Regions from separate parts of the Mus musculus genome. Here all the other regions are linked to region 2. Evidence: chromatin contacts called from public promoter capture Hi-C data. All regions are on one chromosome and are shown on one strand. The core of a region is the stretch at or near the end of the contact, and the rest is flanking DNA. Distances in the headings are between cores, read along the strand shown. Region 1 holds the start of Tdrd3 (tudor domain containing 3). Region 2 holds the start of 9630013A20Rik (RIKEN cDNA 9630013A20 gene). Region 3 holds the start of Diaph3 (diaphanous related formin 3).

Region 1 (3,664 bases), core at 849-3,348, 2.9 Mb before region 2:
CCGGGCCATTCCAAGGTCAACTCTTCCAAATGAATAAGACCCTATGATGCAATATATTTCTAAGTATCTAAGATACCACAGAAAAATAATATAGACTTCTCTGCCCTTAAGGAGTTAGTTATAAAAGTCCGGATAAAACAAATTTAGAATCTTCTGGGATCCTAATAAACTAACAAACCTTCTTATAGGATGCAGCCATGTTTCAGAATTTACGCAAAAGGCCATATGTGTAAATAAAGGGGTATCACTAGTTTATAAGAGTAAGACTCAGTGTAATGTAGAACTCAAATAGATGCTAAGTCTGGTGTGATCCAAACCTGCAATCCCATCATGAGTTCGAGGCCAGCCTGGGCTACATAAACTAAAATGAAGACAGACTTAAGCTTATTCTGGACAGCCTTGTTAAAAAAAAAAAATCAAGAAAATGAAAGGAGGCATCCCATTGAAAGAGGAAAATAAAACTGAATAAAGTGAAATTTTTAACTTACAATTTGCAGTAAATGGGGGGGGGGGCGGGGGGTGAGGAGGTCTGTACTTTATAAACAAATACTAAGTACACAGGACTGAACCAGCCTAGTTACATCAACATTTATTTCAACCACTTTCTAGCCAGGTCATGGGAGAAAGTTACTTAATTCTTTGCCTTCATCTTTACACCTGTGAGTAGGGCAGGAAAAAAAAAAGGCCTGTCAAGTCAATTAGCAAAGCATTCACAGCAGGGTTGCTTTGTCTCTGCCCTATTGGTCAAAACTTTAAGATCAAAGTAAAATTCCAACCCTTTAAGCACTGGCTTCCTCCTTCTTGGCTTTAATCCTCAAATACCTCCCTACTTCCAGTTACCTCTAGGATCTAGTGTCCTTTCTCCAAAATGAACACATTCCTAACTCTACATCTGCAAAGTCTTTCTTCACCATCTGCCAGAACCCACTTCTCTCCTTCAGTCATCAAGTGCTCGGTCTGTCCTTCACGCTTTGCTAACACTGCGATAGTTTTCTTGATCTCCCTTCTCACTAAAGTGTAGTTTCAGAAAGCTGGGACGAGTAATCTGTATTTCATCCTCACCCCTACCCATCAGCCCAGAAGGTACCTACGCCAGGCTGGGGAAAGCGACGCTGAATTAAACTGGATGTTTACAACTGGTGTGGCTGCAATTCCAGAAACTGCTTAATGTCAAGTAATTTGTCATTGCTTTCAGATCCCCAAAAGTCACGGCTGGAAAAGTATTTTTTAAAAAAAGATCAGACCAACACCATCCTTTCCAGAAAAGTTCCACGGGGCAGCCCCGGCACGAGTAGCCGGGACGGTCATTCTCTGCTTCGCGAGTTGAGCGTGCAGCAAGGGCAGCGGCGCTCCGGTCAGCGCGGTAGTTTGAAACGAGGGCAGCGGGCCGGCTCCGGCCGCCGCGCGGGGCTGGGCTCCGTGCTCCCGCCAACTTCCCGCAGGCCGCCGCCTCCCGCGTCCGCCGCAGCGACACCCTCCAGGGGCGGCGGCGCGCCGTGCTCGGCCCCGCGGGTGCTCCTGAGCGGCGCGGCTCGGGGCCTGGCCGCCGCCCGCTCCCCGGCCCCGAGGCCTCGCTCTCTCCCCGCGGGCCGCCGCCGCCGCTGCCGCCGGCGCGCCGCTCCCGGTCGCAGGCCGCCGCCCCTAGGGGAGCGGGGACGCTCGCCCAGCTCCGCGTGGCGCCGGGGGCGGAGCCGGCCCCGAGGGCCCCCGAGAGGACGGGGGCGGGTGGCCGTGGCCGCCTTCCTCGCCGCATCCCCGGCGCCCCTCTCCCGACCTTCCCCGGGGCCGGACCCGAGCCCGGGGCCGGGCGGCCGGCGCGACGCGGCACTTACCAACCCGCCTGGGACAACGCGGCGCCGGACACCTCGGCCATGGTTAGCTGTTCAGGCTCGGGGACGGCGGGGGTCTGAACTGAGGGTGGGGGACGGGCCTCCTACTGGAGACCCAGAAAAAAGAAAAAGAAGAAAGAGGGGGAAAAAAAGAAGAAAGAAAAGAAAAAGAAAAAAAAACTCCTCTGTTCGACTGTGCCACTGGGCATGCTCAGTGAGACGGGCGCTTCCGCGTGCGGGTTCCGCTCGCCGCGTTTTGTGAGCGGCCGCAGGGGCCGGCCCGGGCTGGGAGCGGCGAGCCGCCAAACGCGGCCTGGGCCGGGGATCGGACACGGCGCCGCGGGGGACGGCGCTAGGCTAGGCTGGTTGGCGCCGCTCCTGCTGCCGGGGACCGGGCTGCTTGGTCACTTTCTAAGTTGCACACACATGCGGGAGCCGCGCATCCCAGGGACTAGGCTGCCTCACGGGGCGGGACACGGACCCCCGCGGCCCGGGCGGCGGCGCATCGGGGATGATGCTACCACGGCCACGTTTGGGGCGGTGCAGCCCAGCCCATTCTGCACCCGAGCTGGCTGTTGTCACCAGGGCCCGCTCCATTCGCCCGGCCTTGCGGTCGGCCGAGGCTCAGAGACTGCGGCTCGCACCCCACTCTGGGTCCCCGCAGGCAGTTGGGTGAGCGCGACACCCTAACCCTGCACTTAAGGGAGTTGGCTTTGAAACTGGGCAACAGGGACAAGACTTTTTTTTCTTGTCACCCTCCTGCTGGGCGTAGCCCTAACCCAGCGTGGCCCAGCGACCTTGGCACCGGCACCTAACCGGGCTAGCACCGCCCTACGCCGTGCCCTTTGCCGCACGCGGGAGGACCGGGGTGCACGGCGTGTCCCCGACTGGGCACGCGCAGCGACGCCACCGAGCTGCGCCGGAACGCTCCTATCGTGATTGGGCAATCAGGAGTCACACAGCCCAATCAGAGAAGAGGTTTCTGGGTCGGGGCGGGCCTGTTGGTGCTCCTAAAAAGTTTACTCCAGAATCTGGGTCCTTCTCCTCCTGGGACGGTGGCGCGGAGGAGGAGAGTCGGGGGCAAGTTATTTCCCAGTGATTCTGCAGACTTACAGGCTATTTAAGAACTTATAGTCGATAAAATTTGCAGTGTAAATAAAGAAAACATCTAATAATAAAAAAATAACTTATATTCGGTCTGCAACCCGTCGCGGTGGCTGCTTCACCTTTACTGTCACCGTCACTGAGCCAGACTTCGGAGAGACTGCAAAATTGGCAGCTGCTCCTGAGACTTAAAAGCAACTTATTAGAGAAAGAAGGGTATTAAGCATCCAGAAGTTAACTGAAATCTCCATTTTCTCACTTTAGCTGTTCACAGTTCTAAAGTCACTATGCCTTCCTTGGGAAATATGCTATGATGTCTTTCTGAACACACATTTGCTCCTACGTATAATTAAATGTGTACAGCATGTTCAGAAACTGGAATAAATTTCTTTCCTAGTATTTGCAGTGGTAGAAAATGTTTTAAATCATCCATGAGCAGCAAGTGTGTTTATATGTACAAGCTGACCTGAACACAGAGGGGGAAAAAAATAAATAAAAGTAAATGGACAGCTCAGGTTAATTGCCAACTTTGTTATTAAATAGACCATAGCAAACATAACTTTTTTTTTTAAGATTTATTTATTTATTATATGTAAGTACACTGTAGTTGTCTTCAGATACACCAGAAGAGGGCATCAGATCTCATTACGGGTGGTTGTGAGCCACCATATGGTTGCTGGGATTTGAACTTCAGACCTTCAGAAGAGCAGTCGGGTGCTCTTACCCACTGA
Region 2 (3,812 bases), core at 1,215-3,714:
AACTTTTATGGTAAAATACAGAAAGAGTCATTTGTCAAAACCTTATTATACAAACAAGGATTTATGTAAGGTCATCCTTCAATATAATATAAATTTTAATGTGAACATATATTTATTGTTCGATGATAAATATAAAGTTCCTTTTGCTTGGAGTACATCTAAATATATATGCATAGACATTTTGACATGTAGGTGAATGCATGTTTCTAGTGAAGTTTCAATATGATTTGAAAACTCCCTAAGGTCATATACTCCAAAGCAGCGAAACGTATTTTAGAACCATCCCTAACTAACTGTGTAGCTAAATGCCCTTAGTTTAAGTGTGATCTTTCATTGGAAGGAATCTACACGAGTATATGTTGTATACACATAGATACTACTGATATCCTGAAGAACAATATTTAAGCAATCTAATTATCATATATTTATTAATAAAATTTGATAGATGAAATTTTCTTTCTATTTTATGTAAAACAGCATTAAGATCTTTTTATTGCGTTACACTGGAAACAATCTTAGTTGCCTCTGAAGAAATCATTAGTGAATATCTCACAGTGATTAAAATAACTAAAACATCAAAAGTAGCATGAAGTTATACCAAATGTACTAAAAATAGCTTTCAGAAGTGTAGCCCATGCACAGTGCCTTATATTTCTTTCCCATGCATCACTGTAAAGAAGCTCATGTTTATTTGGTATCTATGAGAACACACTGGTGCAAATCCAGAGCAGCTGAATCTGTCTTAGCTATTATTGCAAATGTAAATATCTATTTTGACACTACAATCAAAGCTAAAAATAAAACAACATGGATAAGAAGGATAAAATCTGTATCAAGTTGTTCATCTAAAATTGTTTTCCAATTTTGTAATATAAATGATGGCATCATGTTCTTATATATCAAACTGGTGCATGCCAAATTTTCCTTGTTAGTCAAACCCAAATTAGGCAAGGTTAGGACACTTTCATTAAAATCAGAACCTCTTGAGTGGAATCGAGTTCCTATTTTAAGAAGCTTCAGAGTCACTATCAATTATGAGTGTGAAACAGAAAAGCTTTTGTTGTCTAGGATCATGTATTGCTTTGCACGTCCTCTGGTACGTTATCAACGGTCTAGTCCACTGTGCGAACAGCATTGGTAGTCCTGAGAAGCTTGTAAATATGACTTTGCACTCAGTAAGCACGGGAGGGCGTCACTCACCTTGTTCGAGTGGCTGACTTTTAGTTGAAGTAGTTTTCATCTTGAGTGCCTCCCTAACCGACATGTCACAGCAGGAGCCTTTGTTAGTGTCTTGGTCACTGTCCGCCTGATCGCTGTCCCCGTGCCCACTGTCTCTCAGGCTGGCTCTTTCTGGGTCCTTAAACGTGGAGCTACTGAAATACACATGAAGAAAAAGAGGAGAGGGTGTTGTCTCTACCAGTTTTAACCTGAAGTGTAGTCTCTTGCAAAGCAATTTTGACACGAATGCAAATGGGGAAGCCGAGAAAGTTATTTAATAGGCCTTACCTTTGAACAAACTGCTGCCTGCTGCCCATGTAATTGGGCTCTGCGGGAAAATTGTCTGTCTGTGAAAGAGAAGGAAAAAAAATACGTATAGTTGTACACTGGACAAATCTCCTGCAGAGCAACAAGATTTCCTAGTGGAAAAATGATTAATAATTCAAAAATTCTCTTAATCTTCAGATTTGTACATTTTAATTAAATTGGAAATTGCTGACATGTAATTATGTACTCAGAACAATTAAATGATTCCGGTCCACAAATTACCTGTTAAAGTAAACAATGAACCTGTCAAAACTGGCATTATCCATTAGTTCCAGGATGGATAATGCTATCAATGGTGTTTCTTTACGCAGATACTAAGATTGAACATTTGTGGGAGGAGTGGGAAAATGACCTAATTTCTTCGTATGTAAGTGTGCATTTATTTGAAAACATTCATTTTTATACATAATTGTATCATCTGCTGGGACTCTATGCCCTTCCTCATGTATTAACACGCAAAGTCATCCACTCAGTTAAACGATTGATGGACTTCCCTCAAAAATTTTACTAGGAATGGATAGATACAAGCAAATTATAAAGGGTTGGATTCACTTTTAATTCACTCTAAACTCCATTCTAACTATAAAACCTACTATCAAACAACTTAATGGAACTGGGTATTACTTTCTGGAGCGAAATAAAATTTTTGAAAGTTACTTAAGTATTAAAAGTAAGGATGTGAAAAAGCAAGCCTTGTCGTTTTTACTGCTTCCAAACTGACATGGAGTTCTGCCAACAAGAACTGAATTCTCCTTGTATCATGGAACAGAGTCTTTTGGGAGAAATAGACTGGATCTTTCATAGATCTCCCTATACTGTACATTCACACACGTTACTTCTTCGTGCAGCTGACTTGGTGACAATGCTTCTCTTGTTTTCTGCATTTCTTCATATCACGCTATTATGCACTGGAGCAGCAATGGGGAAGTACAAGACCATCCAGCATACAAGTATCAGACACGCGGAGCGTGTAACCATGGAAGAAGCAGGCCAAGGTAAGGCATATTGCAGTGAAATATGTGCTTTCTTTATAAGTAAAGTTAATTTTAAAAAGTAGGGCTTGTTTTTTGCTTCCTATGTAATAATTACATTTATTTGGCTTTGTGAAGTGTTGCTGGAAAAAAATAAAATTGGTTTAGGAAAATATTGAAAGTATTTTGAAATATGAAAATATATTGAAAGAGTAAATTGAAAATATATTGAAAAATGATGAAAATATACAAATCTCCTTGTCTGTTAAAAGTATGAGATGATAAAAATATATAATTTTCTTAATCTGTAAATGTTTTTTCTTTTTATGTAGATTCAATGACCTTTATTGAGCCACATGCAAGGTTAGCTGAACAGCATGAATTCAAGTTTTACCAAATTGTATTTAAAAGTTGATATCTTCATCATCCTGTACCTGAGCCTGGGGTCTCTGAAGCATCCTCATGTACCTCAACTTGAACTAGGTGAAGCTTCTTCTTTTTATTCCCAAAATGACAAACTAACAACTTCAAGGGAAACTTTGACTCCCAGTAAAATGACTAATGCCAAACTAAATAGATGTCACAAGGCTACAAAAGTCCTGCCTAATTCTAAAAGTATCTACAAACTTAGCAATCCTGCCAACTTGATAAAATGTATCTTGTGATTTATGGTGGTTAAACATCTGTACAAAGTTTTTTATTACTGCCAGGAAAGAGTCATATATAAATGTTTTGGACAAGTTCATGGAAAAAAAGAGTACAGAATGTTAACAAGACAGTAAGGAAGTAAAGGAAAATCGGAAGATGGAAACATCAGTGTGACTGTAAATAGTATAAGGCCTTCAAGGGTATCAATTAGGTGAAGCTTAAGTGTTGTGTTCAGTGAGGCACATGAGAAGGACAAAAGAAACTTTTCTCCACTCATCCTAAGAACAGTTTCCAGAAATTCATGCATATTAGTAAAGTACGTTATCCCTTTGAATAAAGGACTGTAGAAGAATGTGTGTTCATAAATACATACATCCATAATTGTGAACATCACATTAGTACTGTTATCTACAATTGTTTAGAGGAAGGTAGAAAAACAAAAGAAAGGGAAAGGAAAAAGTCATTTGGTGAGAACAAGAAGAAAGTTAAAAGCAGAGGGTCAAGCTAGAGAAAAATACAGAGAAAATAAAGACAAAAATAAAAATATCTATGAAAGAGAAGGATAGGAGGAATGTAAAGAAACACAAGAGGAAAAAAGTATGGTTTACCATCCCAGAGCTTTAAAAACTACAAATATAAAAGCTTACG
Region 3 (4,222 bases), core at 1,695-4,194, 2.7 Mb before region 2:
ACTTTGTCTAAGCATAGAAAAAAAATTAGTATGTAATATCAAAATGCCCATAAGACGTAAATTCATGGGGAGCTATTAAGGACTAAGTAATCGTCATTATGGGTTCAGCTCTGATTACAGGCTCCAGCAGACCAAACCAGAGCAGAGTTACTCCCTCTTATTGCTGCATGTTCCCACTGAACTCTAAAGGGGGCTCGTTTCCCCCTGTAGTAATTCACTTTCTTCTTGTTGCCATAAAATATTTGACAAAATCAACTGACGGATGGAAGGGTTTATTTTACCTCCAAGGTAGAGCGTAAGTCAAGGTGGGGAAGACAGAGCTGCAGAAACAGGGTGGCTGCTCACTGAGCCTCTGTGGGTGGGAAGCTCAGGGAGATGGAGAGTGTCTGTTCCTTTTCTCACTCCCACACACGCTCCCCCCCCCCCCAGGCCCATGGAACCACCTAGCCATGGAGGTTTTTCTACCTCAATCAACCCTTCCTCTTTGACCTGACCGAGAAGAGACCCAGTCTGCTCTTCAGGCTTCACTTTTGCTTTCTTTAGCCCTTTCCTGCTGATGAAACCACAGTTGTTGCTCAGCGCAGTGGAACAGTCCTTGTCATTGATAGGATGAAGGGTATTTTTCTACAATTGAAAATATAGGGGCCGGAGCGAGTGGGGCCGGAGCAAGAGGAAGAAGGGAAGGGGGTGGAGGAATAAGAAAAAAAGAAAAAGAAAAAAAGAAAAGAAAGAAAAAGAAAATATAATGCAATTACTGTTTTCTTTTTTTCTTTTTTTGGTTTTCAAGACAGGGTTTCTCTGTATAGCCCTGGAACTCACTCTGTAGACCAGGCTGGCCTCGAACTCAGAAATCTGCCTGCCTCTGCCTCCCAAGTGCTGGGATTAAAGGCGTGCCACGCCACCATGTCTGGCTGCAATTACTTTTTAAAAGCAAATTTGTTTGGATTTTGTCTTTCGACATTGTCCATTCCTCATTCTGAGAATCTGCCATGCTGTTAGTTATAGCTTCACGCTATCATGCTCCTAGGAAACATCAAGATATCCTGGGCATTAAACTGCTCCCACTTCAAGACAGCACCCAGTCCTGGCCATTCCTCCTAATAGTATTCTGTGAGGTTTTCCTCAAATCACCCCGGCAAAATGCAGATCTTTCAAGTGATTTGTAGCATCATCTTCTAAGAGCCTCGTGGTTCATCACAGCGATGTTCACATGTTTTGTAATAAATCTAAATTGTCCCAACTATAGGTCTGTCTGTCTCTTGGTTGTCTTTGGCTGCATTGCACCGATAGGTCTGTGTGCTTTCTGTATGTTGTCTCACGTAAGCTGAAGCATTCCTATTTGAAGTGTTTGTTGATGGAGAAGCAAAGGAAGTCACACATCACCTCCAACACCACGCAGCTACCAAATGGTAAGAATGGAAGCTTCATCTTCCTTGTCCATCGTGACAGAGCCAGGTACTTCTTCCGGTGACCTTGGTAATCTCTTGGAATCTGCCTTTAGTATATGCTCACTGAAGATGAAAATCTGTGTGACAATAATAAAAACTCACATTATAACAAGAAAAGGAGCAAACAGTACCTGCAAGACCAGAACTAAACCTAAACCTCTAAAAGCTGTAGATGAAACCTTAGGTTCATTTTCTGAATCCCTGTGCTAGTCTCTGTGGAATACCTAGAACTATTTCTTGTACCAAAATCAATAGTTTATGTTTACTTGTCTTGGCTTGAATCACCTCCATAGTCAGAAGGTCAATATCTTTAAGGATGCACTTGGGAGATTCCTGGATTTCTTTATTTGTTCCTTTTCCTTGTGTAGCCACACTGAGTTGATCTCCAGAATTTTCTCTTCATTACTAATGTCTTTATTTGGCATATTGGGGATAGGTGCTTGCTTGCCTTGAACCCAGGTTCTGACCCTTTCCTCTACTTTATATTTAGGATTGCCACCTGAACTTAAAAACCTGTAGAATGGCTGTTATAATTTTACATTTTGTTTTGTGTCAATACCTGTGAAACACATTAAACTGTGAATTGTTTGGACCCTATTCCTTTTAATTTTTGGTTGACCCTGAGTACGCATTTAGGCTTTGAGGCATGCTGTAAGTGCTGAACAATGTGAACTGGAGTTCCAGAAAAAGCCGCACCTGTAGTAAAAATTCTACGCGCTTAATTGACAGGTTAGAATTCCAATGATTGTAGAGACATGGAATGCTGCCAATCCAGAGCCAAGTAATCTTGGCTCACGTAATTGCCATTCATCGCTGCGTTAGATCTAACATACCTACGACTATCACGTGACGCCTTTTGCTCTTCCTTAAAAGTCCACTAACTTCCACCAACCTCAAACAAGACTGTGCATCTCGTAGCACCTGTAGGTCTGTCCTAATGTCTTTGAAATGACTTTCTTCCGTGCTTCAACCGATGTTCACACCACCTGGCTGCGGTCACTCATTTCTGGTTCTAGAATGAACTCTATTCTCTCTGAGACGACAGCAGTATTTTTATATAAACGGTAATCAAAAAATGGTAAACATCTCTTCTAAGAGGCATGGGCGCTGGCAAGTAGTAGAAGTATTTTTCCTAGACCCTGAGATCTCCAGAGACTACTCAAAGGGCTTATCAGTTGCTTTCGTATTCAGTGCTGCTGAAACAGTACTGAGAGAGGTTCCCTGCGGCTCAGATTTTTCAAGAACCTACTCTGAAAGTCCAAGGGAAGCCTTGTTAGAGACTCTCTTTAGCTCAACCTTCCTTCCAAACCCGTTCCTTACTATGTACCATCTGGCAAGCAGCCTGCATAGCCAGAGGGCGAGAAGCGCGATGGACAGGCCGAAGGGCCAATCAGGCCCAGGCTTTGGCATCCCCGGAAAAGGCGGGGCCCTTGCGTCACAGGTTCCGCGGCGCGGGATTGGCTGACCGGGCTGCTTGTGGTGGCGGGAGATTTCAGATAGATTGGCCCAGCCGTGTGCAGCGGTTAATGCGCAGTGGGCGTGGGACCGGGAAGTTGAGCCCGCGGAGCAAAGCCCCAGATCAGGTCGCGACCTAGACCCGGGAAGATGGAGAGGCACCGGGCGCGCGCTCTCGGCCGGGACAGCAAGTCGTCGCGGAGGAAGGGCTTGCAGTCCGCGCCGCCCGCTGGCCCCTACGAGCCCGGGGAGAAGCGACCCAAGTTGGTAAGTGTGGGCCAGAGCCACAACGTGCGGCGACTCCCGCGGCCTACAACTCCCTGTCCCCCAGGTGACATCCCCGGGAGCTGGGAGCTAGGTTTGTTTCAGAAGGCCTGAGCTGTTAATCCGCTTAGATCCCCAGTGACAAGGCGGGATTCGATTCCTTTCTGGGACGAATGCCCTGATGTCTGTGAAGCCTGGCAGTTCTTTGGGCGTATCTGAAAAACAGTTCAAATGGCTGTGTACTGACGTCATCAAGGCGGATTCTGCATTTTAAAAGAAAGTTAAAATTTACCCCATCCCTTTAGTAGAACAGTCAGTCAGACAGAAAGTGAACTTCTAGCTGATAGCCCTCCCTCCCCCGTCTAATATTTTAATTCAACAAGAACCTTTTAAGGTGGACGTATTTTTACAAGTTGAGGCAACTCGTTTTCAAACTTGGCGGGTTGTGTAGTCACTGCTAAAGAATGTCATGTTTAGCTTGGAAGGAGTCTTCAAGTATCTGAAACTCGTTAATCGGGTTGGCTTTGCGTTCTTAAAGCTTAAGGAAGAGCTATGATTAGCACCTGGTAAGCTTTTAGTTAGTGTCAGCTGGAAGGAAACTAGGTAATGAGGATGATTTCATTCAGATTGTCTGATTGTGTGGGTTGGTAGGTTTTGGTATTAGTCCAAGAGAATTGCAGAGTTAACACTGACTGTTAGTTTTCCTTAGAAGTATGGGGAAATTATTTTTATGTATTGATAGGAACAGGCTTTGCCCTTTCTTGTCAAATACAATTTCAGGAATTTATACCATGATTATATCCAAAATAATAGATTGTGGATCAATCGCTAAGTGTAATATTTACTTGTAATTGAATAAAGCTGAGAGCAGAGACATGTTGAGATAAGTGGGGGTTGATTATGCAGAATTGAGCATCAAAATAACACGAGGATAGGAGAGAGTTAACCTGGTCATGATAGATTCTGTCCACTCTGAGAGGGATCCATGAGATGCTGCCTCCTCCTCCTCCTCCTCTTCCTCCTCTTCTTCTTCTTTAAAGATTTATTTATTATTT

The links. Promoter capture Hi-C pulls out the DNA fragments that hold promoters and counts their contacts.
Region 1: a contact with region 2 is called in a promoter capture Hi-C map of hippocampal neurons, with 25 times the contacts expected there. The contact joins the promoter of Tdrd3 here to the promoter of 9630013A20Rik in region 2. A contact is called at or near these places in 2 of 39 promoter capture datasets (cranial neural crest and hippocampal neurons), 1 of 484 Hi-C or Micro-C datasets (olfactory sensory neurons) and 1 of 115 datasets of contacts at active chromatin or transcription factors (pro-B cells).
Region 3: a contact with region 2 is called in a promoter capture Hi-C map of hippocampal neurons, with 12 times the contacts expected there. The contact joins the promoter of Diaph3 here to the promoter of 9630013A20Rik in region 2. A contact is called at or near these places in 8 of 39 promoter capture datasets (the 3T3-L1 cell line, cranial neural crest, frontonasal cranial neural crest and 4 more).

What each region holds. Positions count from the first base shown.
Region 1 is chr14:87,415,017-87,418,680 of GRCm38.p6, reverse strand. It overlaps Tdrd3 (tudor domain containing 3), which reads right to left and starts at 2,098. Exons shown (of 14, transcript NM_172605.3): 1 at 1,833-2,098. The coding sequence starts at 1,873.
Region 2 is chr14:84,475,076-84,478,887 of GRCm38.p6, reverse strand. It overlaps 9630013A20Rik (RIKEN cDNA 9630013A20 gene), which reads left to right and starts at 2,464. Exons shown (of 6, transcript NR_015539.2): 1 at 2,464-2,540; 2 at 2,849-2,879. It overlaps Pcdh17 (protocadherin 17), which reads right to left. Exons shown (of 4, transcript NM_001013753.2): 2 at 1,507-1,565; 3 at 1,201-1,373.
Region 3 is chr14:87,139,946-87,144,167 of GRCm38.p6, reverse strand. It overlaps Diaph3 (diaphanous related formin 3), which reads left to right and starts at 2,944. Exons shown (of 28, transcript NM_019670.2): 1 at 2,944-3,170. The coding sequence starts at 3,054.